Linked DNA regions of Gossypium hirsutum: regions 1 and 2 are each linked to region 3. A link is a contact called in public Hi-C data. All regions are on one chromosome and are shown on one strand. Each heading gives the region's core, a stretch centred on a gene start, on an enhancer-like site or on the middle of the called end of the contact. The rest is flanking DNA. Distances are from core to core; before and after follow the strand shown. Region 1 holds the start of LOC107962088 (pre-mRNA-splicing factor ATP-dependent RNA helicase DEAH7). Region 2 holds the start of LOC107919989 (sucrose transport protein SUC8). Region 3 has its middle 12 kb from the start of LOC121225066.

Evidence for each region. A called contact is a pair of places that touch in the nucleus more often than the background predicts.
Region 1: a Hi-C map of leaf shows a contact between it and region 3, with 2.4 times the contacts expected there. The contact joins the promoter of LOC107962088 here to the enhancer-like site in region 3. A contact is called at or near these places in 3 of 34 Hi-C or Micro-C datasets (all in leaf).
Region 2: a contact with region 3 is called in a Hi-C map of leaf, with 1.8 times the contacts expected there. The contact joins the promoter of LOC107919989 here to the enhancer-like site in region 3. A contact is called at or near these places in 3 of 34 Hi-C or Micro-C datasets (callus, leaf and petal).

Annotation. Positions count from the first base shown.
Region 1 is chrD13:44,442,750-44,446,636 of Gossypium_hirsutum_v2.1, reverse strand. It overlaps LOC107962088 (pre-mRNA-splicing factor ATP-dependent RNA helicase DEAH7), which reads right to left and starts at 2,604. Exons shown (of 15, transcript XM_016898322.2): 1 at 2,264-2,604; 2 at 1,521-1,742; 3 at 627-706; 4 at 287-509. The coding sequence starts at 2,267.
Region 2 is chrD13:43,650,303-43,653,910 of Gossypium_hirsutum_v2.1, reverse strand. LOC107919989 (sucrose transport protein SUC8) reads left to right here and starts at 1,510. Exons shown (of 4, transcript XM_016849457.2): 1 at 1,510-2,924. The coding sequence starts at 1,707.
Region 3 is chrD13:44,093,236-44,097,109 of Gossypium_hirsutum_v2.1, reverse strand. No RefSeq gene overlaps it. Among protein-coding and RNA genes, the nearest start is that of LOC121225066, 12 kb to the right of the region's middle. Within about 2 kb of position 2,574, at least 5 of the 9 cell types and tissues checked have an H3K27ac peak or open chromatin away from gene starts, as enhancers often do. A contact at or near this core is called in leaf, where this site is marked.

The sequences.
Region 1 (3,887 bases), core at 1,355-3,854, 350 kb before region 3:
ACCATCTTGCCCATTAGCAAAGACGCCAAAAAGATAGCATGAATCTAAAAGAGCACAAACTCTAAGAAGTATGTCGAATTCATATGCTATCAAGGACTTCCTCAAACCTAAATGTCTTAGTTCCAAGTAATCAAGTTTGAATACATTAATCCATCATCTCCATACCATCCAGCCTCAGAAACATGCACAAACTTAATTTTTTTGCTTGACAATCCAAATGCAAATGATATTAGTCCAGAGATACAGTACCCAAACATTCATCCATTCAGTTTGAAGTATCACATACCAGGTGTCCTACTTTCATATCTATTTCGGCTTCTTCTATAATCTTCACCATATCGGCCATGGGTGTCCCTTCTATCATCATAATAGTGTCTTTTTCTTGCATTCCTGTGCTCATTTCTAGAATCATCACTGGAAAGTCTTCTCTCCACACCATGATCTTCTCTCTCATACCTTAAACTCCTAGAAGAGACAGTGCGGGAACTCCGACTAGGTGAAGCTGGAACCTTCAATTGAAAGAATAATCAGATGCATACAAGGTTTGATATGTTTGCAGAATAATATATAGCTATATAAAAAAAAAAGAATACCAGAATGATATTGACAGCAAGTTATACACTTACATCCGAACTCCTATGTTCTCTTGAGCGAGGAGTACCAAATGTATCATCACTTCCTCCTCTGTCTAGAGTAACTCCACTTTCTGCAATATAGCAACAAAAGAAATTTAATTGAATAATAGAAAGAAAACATAAACACAGAAAGAGCATAAAAAAGAAAAGGAAAAAAATTTCCTCCAGATACAAGGGGCATCAGGGCTTGTTAAAACAAGGGATTACTAGTGAAAAAGGTGTATACTATCAGAATCACCATGTTTGACCCCTGCCCCCACCAAAAATAAACAAACAAAAAAATTCCGCCAGACCCCAACCTTTTCTTCCACACTAAAGGCAAATGACGAACACTAAACACTAGGTTAAGAAAGGGTGAGTTGAAAATCCATCTCAATTCTTAAATCTTAAATGTCAAAACTGATCATCAGCATGCAAACGACTTGGTTGTATAACTTCCGCAATAAGTTATGCTGTCATCATACTATGCCTCAAATCAAAGATATAGGTTACCCATCCACAGAGAGAAATGCATGTATAGGCATAAATAACATCATCTCATTCTGCCAAATACATTAGACAGTTTGTGGAGAGGAGAGACCAAAAAACAATCATAAATTGTAAGAACAGATTATGCCTGGCCTATATGCTTCTATGCAACCTTAATAAACCATTTCACAGGATTGATTGCCAAATACTCAAGCATGCACTTAAACATCAAGTTTTGAACCAAAATATTTGGAGCCAAGGGAATAGGAACAATAAATCTTCTCATTATCAGCATATGATGATTTAGTTATGTTGCTACTTACTATAAAAGTTTTACATTTAAAAAAGAAAAAACGGTTTCTTAATTAAAAACCATTACTAAGCTTATTAAAAACAAAATAAAAATAAAAAGCCTACCAGAATTAGTTGGTACACTAGCTGTCTTATCACGATAGCGTCTGTTAGTGTGGCTTCGGCTGCCATTTGTAACAGTACTCCTAGTTTCTTCAACTCCAGAAGATTCAAACCCTTCATCCACATCAACAGATGCCGCAATGCAGGTGATTTTTTCTTTTGGAACCTTGAATCCATCATCAACTTTAGGATTTCCTTGCTTCTCTCTAGCACCAACGTCCAAACCTAATAGCTTAAAAAAATTCAATCAACAAACAGAAGGCGAATTGGAGGCAGAAATACCAAAAAGAAACATTCAACTGCAAGCTGTAATGGTATCCATAGGAAGAAGAAAACAGTAAGGTGTTACAGATAATTAAAAATGTAAAAGTGCCAAGCAAATTTAAGCAATAGAACTAATATGCTATTACTTTTTTTTCTCTTTTTCTAGACAAAGAGAGAATTGAATAAAATCATGGGTCATGGTAAGATATCAGAGAAAACAAAGCGGTGAAAGTACTCTCAAGAACAAAACCATCAGAACAGACCGTACACGGAGGAGCAATTATTACTATGAAAGCTGAATAAGAGCACAAAAAACACTACTTAAAAGACAAATTGCTATCCAAAGTCACAGAAAACATAGCTAAGTAGAAGAAAACCAAAAGAATCAGGTCATCTAAAAATTTCACCTCCAAACCCTAAATTGATACTTGTACATGAACAAGATTTTGAAAGTGAAGAAGCAAGACTACTAGCAAACTTACTCATAGTTAATTTATACAATAAGGTTGAGATGAATGATATATCCTTCGTTTCCCGAACTCAGCAATTTGGGATGCAGTACCCGACACGATCCGACAGGGATTCCGACACGGGATACGGGTCAGATCCCGAAAAAAACAGCGGACACGGCGGTGTGGGAGAACTGAGATGAGAAGAGAAGAAAAAGAAAAAAAAATTGATTTGCGGAGACGAGAGAGAGATGTACGATGGTAGGAGGAAGATGATGATAAAAGGAAGGGAAAAGACTCTCCAAACAATTGAAAGAAAGAACTTACGGTGTAGTGAATGCAGTACCCTATATTTGTTTTTGGTTTAAGTATGTGAGAGGTGCCTATACTATTTTGAAATTTAAAAGGAAGTCTCTACATTTTAATTTTGAGATATTAAATTTTTTATTTTTTTAATTTAAAAATCTTTATTTCTTCATCTAATTTTACGGTTAAAATTATCATTGTAGCAATTAAAAAATGGTAAAATAATTTAGTAGTCTTCAATGTTTATAATTTTTATTAATTTGGTCCTTATTCTTTAAAAGTACATAAATATTACAAAAATAAAAGTTTAAAATTTTTTTAAAGTTTTAAAAAAATTTAAAATCTTTTAAATTTCATTTTAAATTTTAAATCATGAAGAATATAAAACTTTTCAAAATTTAGAAAAATATATGTTATCTACTCTTTAAATGATAATTAGAAATGTTCACCACCCATGCAACCCACCTAGCCCAAAATAGGGTTAGGCTTAGATTTATATTTTTAACCTTAGACTAGTCGAACTCAGCCTGTTTTACCATTTAAAATAATAAAAATATAAACAGGTTATATTGATATTACTTTTAATAATTAAATTTAAATATAAAATAATTTTTATTATTTTTAAACAATGAAATGGGTGATTCAGGTAAAATGAGCTTGAAGTTGGAAAAGTTTTTTAAATTGGGTATTGACACACGTAGTTTGGCTTGGCCCGCTAATATTTGTAATGGTAATAAAACCTTTGCAAAGTTTGAGTTATTCAGTCAATTGGGTTTAAGGATAATCAGGCTCGAACTGATACTTCCACCACGTCACGGTGATGCTCTACTGCTGAGTTATATCCATTCCCTACCCCCATCGAGAAATAGAACTAACTAATCCTAAGTTAAAGGATCAGGAAACTCAACAATGCCACTATTCTTGAACAACTTGGCACAGCTGAGGTATCTTGGACTTGAATTAGAGACCTCGCTTGTGAAGTAAATCATTGCACCTACGATCCAACCAATTAGGAGAGAATCAATACATTCCTTTTTGGAAGCGATTTATCCTCCCCAAATGCAGCATACAACTCTTCGTTGTACTGCACTCTCCAAGTGTGCTTGTTCTCCCCTTCTTCCTTACCACAGCAAGTATTTAAGAAATAAGAAATAACTCCAATGGGAAGAAGAAAAAAAAGGGCGTTAAGAGACCCTCTTGGCCCAACCCTAAACACTTTAAGATCTTTTTTCAAACCTGCTCCCATTTTGAGTCAAGAGATAGATAAATAGACACATCTCATTGCACTGATCGAGGGCGTTCGTAGTGACTGAGGGGTCGAAGACCAAGAAGTGAATTATTTATCAACCAA
Region 2 (3,608 bases), core at 261-2,760, 440 kb after region 3:
TGCCACCGATGTCGCCATTTATAGTGGCTTTTCGTGCCAATTTCGACACCAAAAAAGAGATTTCCTCCTTCTTGTTGACTTCTACAGTTTAGATCTCCCAGTAGCCGACTCAAAATCTTCTAAAACAATGACCAAAGCTTTGAACTACTTTTTCTACAATTTTTTTTAAAATATCACCGGTGCTGCTTGACACGACGACAACACCTAAAAAATATTTTTTAAAAATATTTTAACGGGTGTCACCTAACATATCGATAACCCCCATTAAAATTTCTTTTCTTTTTTTCTCCATTGTGAATACCTGTATTTTTAACGAGTATTTTAAAAAATACATAATTGTGCTGCCTGACATAGTGGCATCACCCAAAAAAAATATTTTTTTAAGAAGCCAATGATTGGCTAATAATGAGGGGACGTCGCCGCCGGTGTGTCAGGCGGCATTGGCTGTCATTGTCGAGAACAAGTCATTTACGTACATTTTTTTTTACTTGGACCATTTCATAAATAATTATTTTTTTGGATTAATTGCGTAAAAAAGCCCCCTATTCCTGGCATGTGGCATATCTATTGTCTTAAAATTATTTTATATTTAAAATCAAATTGATAGAATGTGTTAGTATTAGAGGGTTAAATTTGTTATCAAACCAATAAAATAAACTCATGTTAGCATTTTCGTCAAATTTTAAATGGCTCCAAAAATTTTGATTCCAAATAGATTAATGATTAACATAAAAAAATAAAAATTTAAAGGATAAATCCCAAAAGTATACAGGAAAGATAGTTTAATGTGCAATTGCATATTTGAACTTTGATTTTGTGCAATTTTACACATGAAATTTTGATTTAATCCAATTATTGTAAATTATTAACACAATTATTGATATAATATCATTTTATGTTTATATATTGTATACATAAATAATTATATTTATCTAATATAAAAATTAATGTATTTATTTCTTTAAATGCACATTATTAAATCAAAATTAAAGTTTCAAGTATACATTTAAATCACAATTAAAGTTTCATGTGTATAATTGCACCAAATTAAAACTTATATATACAATTGCGCATTAAACCAAAGTACATGTATAATTTTAAAATTTATCCCAAAATTTAATAACAAAAATACAGCACGAATAATAATTTAATCAACATTTCTATACTTCGTCCAAATATAATATTAATCCTAATACAAAATTCTCATACGATTTCAACGGAAATGGCGCCAATTGAATTTAGCTTATTTGGCGGTAGAAACAAATTAAATATGATAATAATAATAATAATAATAATAAGTACTATAATTGAATAAACATTTAACCTCGACGCAAGTCTCGAATCTTTAATTTAAAATTAAATAAGTTCCTTTCACCCAAAGCGAAAAAAAAGAAGGCCAAAATAGGAAAGATGTAATTATGAGATTCCATCAATTGGGCAACTTACTTGGACTCGTTACAACCAAGCTTTATACATATATTGAATCCACAAATAGTATATACTTGTACACACTCAAATTTATTTTAAAAGTTATTAACTATTTTTAACCATTTATAGTTTCTTATGCCCTATATAAATATCATCTTATTTATGATTCACTCACACTTCACACCATCAAGACATATATACACCATATATGCTGATTGCACTTTTCCATCAATCATCAGTTTCTTGTTATTCTTTTTTATCTGTATGATAAGAGCGCCATGGAGACAGGTCAAACCGTCACCCCGATCCCGCTATGGAATATTGTGGTGATTGCAGCCATTGCCGCCGGGATCCAATTCGGATGGGCTCTGCAACTTTCTCTTCTAACCCCTTATGTCCAAACCCTTGGTGTTCCTCACGTCTGGGCTGCTTTCATTTGGCTTTGTGGTCCCATCTCCGGCCTCGTCGTTCAACCCATTGTAGGCTACAGCAGTGACCGTTGTACCTCTCGCATCGGTCGTCGCCGACCCTTCATTGCTGCTGGAGCTTGTTTCGTTGCCGTCGCTGTTTTCATGATTGGCTTCGCCAAAGACATCGGTCACCGATCTGGTGATTCACTGCAAAATCCCACAAAGCCTAGAGCCGTCGCCATATTCGTTACAGGTTTTTGGATCCTCGATGTGGCTAACAACATGTTACAAGGTCCATGCCGCGCTTTCTTGGCTGACCTTTCGTCGAATGATCATAAAAGAATGAGGATCGCCAATGCGTGGTTCTCGTTTTTCATGGCTGTTGGCAACGTTTTAGGTTACGCAGCTGGTTCCTTCTCAGGTCTCCACAAGCTCCTACCCTTCACACAAACAACCGCCTGTGATGTTTACTGTGCAAACCTCAAAACTTGTTTCATAATTGACATTGTTTTCCTCCTGTCTATCACAATAACCGCCATTACCACCGTGAAAGAGACACCCATAACAAGAAAGGAAGCTGGAGACGAAGAGGACAACGAAGGAAGGTCATCGGGGCGGGCTTTCTTTGCGGAGTTAGTGATGGCATTCAAGACCCTGAAAAAACCAATGTGGTTCTTGCTTCTGGTGACATGCCTTAATTGGATGGCGTGGTTTCCATTCTTGTTGTACGACACTGACTGGATGGGGGCGGAAGTATACGGAGGGAAAGTGAAGGGGAGTGCAAGCCAACAAAAATTGTACGACGAGGGAGTGCGTGCGGGTGCGTTGGGTCTAATGATAAACTCCATAGTGTTGGCGTTCGCGTCGTTGGGGTTAGAGCCTGTGAGCCGGTTGATAGGTGGAGTGAAGAACATGTGGGGGGTGGTGAACTTGATATTGGCAGCATGCTTGGCGGCGACGGTTTGGGTCACCAAGGTGGCGGAGGCATGGAGGGGTGAACATGGACCACAAATCTTGACCCCTCCACCAACCAGCATCAAAACCTCTGCCTTGGCTTTGTTTGGGCTGTTGGGTATTCCACTTGCGGTTAGTTTTCCTTTTTTACCTTTCTTAACACTTATCTCCGGCTCTTTCATAAATGTGTGATGCTACGTAATGGAAAAAGGTTTAAGTCACCCTCCGTGATTCACTATTAAATCACGGACACACCTTCACCATCAAATTATTTTTCTTCATCATCATCACCTGTTGGTTTTTAAGTAATTTTCAGACTTCTTTGGATCATTTTCTATAATTTATTTGGGCTTTTAAATTAACACACATTAATGGTATATACTTAAAACATGACAAGTACACAACAAATTATATTTATAAAATATTAACAAAAAATATTAATAAAAGTTGAAATAAATTTCAAGAATGTTAAGATACTATTAATTCTGATAAAAACTAAAAAAAAAAATTCATGTGATAGTACAATTTTAGGAAAATTTATGGACATAAGAAAGATTTACTTTTAAAATTTTAGAGGCTCAATGTTTTGTTGAAGGTAAAATGTAGAGGCTCATTGAAATATAATAAAATTGAATATGCATCACCACTTTAATTTTTGCTTATATATAAAATGATGCAGGTTCAGAGTTAAAAAGAAGAAAGAACAAAAAAAAAAGTGATGCAAATTTGGTTGGCTAAAGATTATAAAAGTTTTAGGAAAATTGTTGCCTTCACAATACATACCCAATTCCCTTTTTAAATGGAATGATAGAAGGT
Region 3 (3,874 bases), core at 1,325-3,824:
CAAATGGGGGTAGGATCTGTATTTGTTTTGTGTCATATGTTGCATCACATGATATGTCATGTCATCTGTTAGAGTATGCCCAAAGACCAATCATGAGATGGTTGAAATTACATACTCATTTTACCATGTTATTAATATAAGACATTGTCATTGTTATTTCAGTTTCTTTTTCTGTGTATATAAATAAACTGATCAATAATAAAGACCTAAGAATAATATACTTATTCTTAAAAGGTCCTTAGTCAAGTATTATTTTAGGCTTGGACAATAATAATGCATTTAGACTAATGTGTACTTGATTGATGGCAAAGTGTTGTCATTGACATAGGGATGTAAAAAATGAATACATGAGTATGTCTTAGAGAACAATATATTGGACTGACCCACCATGAGTATGTTTTTTGGATTATTATGTAATAGTTACAAACATTACTCATAGTGATAACTATGTATATGATCCTCAGACTTGAGATCATCATTGTCCCAACATCGCGAGTTGTATATTTTAATATAGTCAAACATCTACCGTAACAGGTTGAACTATAAAGACTGATGTTGGATATACCACAATCAATGTAGTGGGATATGATTGATCAAGATAAGATTTATCCCTCCTACATAATGGGAGAAATATCTTGGGCCACTTGATGGAGTGAGATTAGAAATGCATGGCCATGCTCAAATATGTTAATATGAAATATCACACTTATGTTTATTAGTCTACTCAGAATATTAAGAAATATGATATTGGACTATACAATTGTGACTATACCATGACTTGTGTCCAATGTAGATATAAATGATAAAAGGATATGATACATGAAAAGTTTATCACAGAAATGTTATGTCGAATCACGACTTATTGTAACTTGGGTAGTACTGATGCATTGCTAGATGTCACTCATTGCTTGTAAGATTAGAAATGTTCTAGTATTACTACAAACGTTACAAGAACTTATAGGTTCACACCCAATGGTTAAAGTGAACAAACTTCACAGCAATAGAATGGGCATATACCCTCTTATATACAACTATGGTGGATTCTTATCATTGGCGGATAAGAATCACTTGGCAGATAATATCGCCCGACGAACAATATTGCCTGACGGATAGTATAACCTGGTGGATACGATTCACAACTTTTTTATAGAGTTAATATTTATGAAAGTTAGTATTCTTTTGGAAATAATATAATTTCAATATCTTCCATGATTTTCTCTGTAAAGTAAAAGGAAATTATTCTGTTTTAATATATGATATTAATAAAAGGAAGATAATCCCTGATCATGTGGGAGTGAATAAGTAAGAAAAATTCAAAGGGTCTAGTAGCTGGATTTTGGATTCACTTTGAAAGGGTTCAAATAGTTTTAACTATTTCTTGTTTAACTGGGTGGACTACGTAGAGGCCAAGACAATTTTTTTTGTTGCGACTAGGATTGGCATCACCCAAAGGAATTCAACCAACAACGTTATTCGCCATTCTTCAGTTTTCTAAGGTATATCTTCAACCCTTTTTCAACTAGACTTGATCCTTGTACATGGATCTGTCGTTGATGATTGCTAGAATATTTTTTCCGTTGTGCCACGGGACGTACCATCGATCCAATACCATTTGTGTCTGATCTATTTAATATGTTGCATTGCACAAAAATGTTTTGTTATCCTTGTCTATTTATTTATTGAATCTGTATGATTGTCTAATATCTGTTATGTGCATGAGGGCTAAGTTACACATTAAGCTTTATTAGCTCACCCAATAATTTATCTTCTCAAGTAATCAACAAACTTAGGATCAGGCGGTGTGTGGGAGTCTGGATTGGATTTTAGCTAAATAAAAAGTCTATTTATAATTTTAAACTTAATTCTAGACTTTTTGGACTGTATAAATATTTTGGACTTTATTTTTTGTTTTTGGATTTTCTGCTGGATTTTGTTTTTGATAATTTGTAAATTATATGTTTTCTCATTTTGAAATCATATTTTACAAATTAAGAACTTTAGAATTTCCATTGCAAAACTAAGTAACCAAATAAGTGTTTTTTGTTGTTAAATAAATAAGTTCAACGCGTATTTTTCTGAAAAACTGTAAAAGATTTGTCAAAATTAATATTTTCGAAACACACAATTTTCTAGTTTAAAATATGGAGTTTTAAAACGAGTTTGCGTAATTTTTCAATATTCGACCATAACGTCTAAGTCGAGTGTGAGATATTACATATGATGATAAATTAAATATGTAATAATTATTTATTTGAAGTAAATGATTTTAATAGTTTAATTTAAATAAATAGGGAAGTACAAATTTTAAATAATTGAATAAAATAAATTTGAAATGTATGAAAATTCTGTAAGAATGAAAAGACTCACACGGAAATAAATTACTTTCCAACATTGAAAATACATCAAGATACATGGTAAACACTATGATGAAGTAAATGTCGAATGAATGGTTTTGCGATTACAAGTTAATTTGTTTGGTCAACTGAACTCCATCCACCATAGAGTTAGTACAAAGGATATGGGCCAAAGCCCAAATAAATACATTGAACCGCATCTATCACAGAGTAAGTTTAAAGGATATGGGCCAAAGCCCAAGGTTTAGTTCACAAAGAAAAACAATCACCACCGTGGCAGAGGAGGAGGGGAGAGAGAGCCAAGGTCTAATGAAGCTGTCGTGCAGCTGACCTGAGAAACAGCACCTCCAGAAAATTGCAAGTTTTACGGTTACAAGTTGAAATCAATTTTGTTATACTGATTTATAGAAAGAATTATCTAAGATGAATAGCCAACAAAAATCAAAATTTATATAACAAATCTCATGCCTTAGAAAATTACAACTAATCTATTAAAAAAGATTTAGTAAGAGCAACGAAAGATCAATAATTTTGTCATGAATTTTCTTTAAAGAGTTTATAAATATAATTATAAGTAAAATCACATTCATATTCGTAAATAATACAATCTAAAGTTAAATTAGAATATTTTTAAATAGGGCATGCAAATTATAATTTTTTTTTATTTCAAATAAAGATACTAAAAGAGTTTTTTTTTCAGTATTTGAATCAAGTTTGAATTTTGAAATTGACATTGTCGTGAAGGCTTTACTTGAAATGGATGAAGACAATTGTATTTATACCAAAAAAAATAGAAAACATTTAAGTTGATTAAATATTTCTTCAATTTTAACCGGATGATATTAACAAGAATAACACAATCCTTACTCCAAACTTGAAAAAAAAATTCTGAAGCACTTGCTAATTTTCGCCCAATCAGTTGTTGCAATCTATCTTTACAATTATAGCTTGAATCATGGCTTCAAGGATGAAATTTCTCATTTTGAAAGTTATATAATGTACACAATCTACTTTCTTTGCTGATAGAGCGATACAAGATAATATCTTATTGGCCCTTGAGGCCTTCCATGCCTTTTGTAAAAATGAAAGTGGGAGCAGGAAGGATATACGGCTACCAAGTTAGATCTTGTCAAGACTTGTGAAAAAGTGAATTGGTCCTTCTTCAAGAGACTAGTGGAGAGAATGGGTTTTTGTAAACGATGGTCAATAGGATTCGCGAATGTGTTTCAATAGTTAAATCCATGCTTCTATTTATAGAGGCTAGTAAAGGTTAGTTTATTTTAATAAGGGGATTATTGCAAGGAGACCACTCTCCCCTACCTCTTTCTCCTGGAGGTAAACATGTTTTCAAAGCTTTTGGAAAAAGCCGAACTACAAGGTGATCTTAAAGCATTTAAAATCAATCAAAGATGTTGTACACTATCACGTACACTTTTTGTTTGCAGACGATTATCTATTTTTCACAAGTGTGACAAATCGAAGTTGTGAAGTTATTTTTACTGTTCTTAACCCGTTTTAAG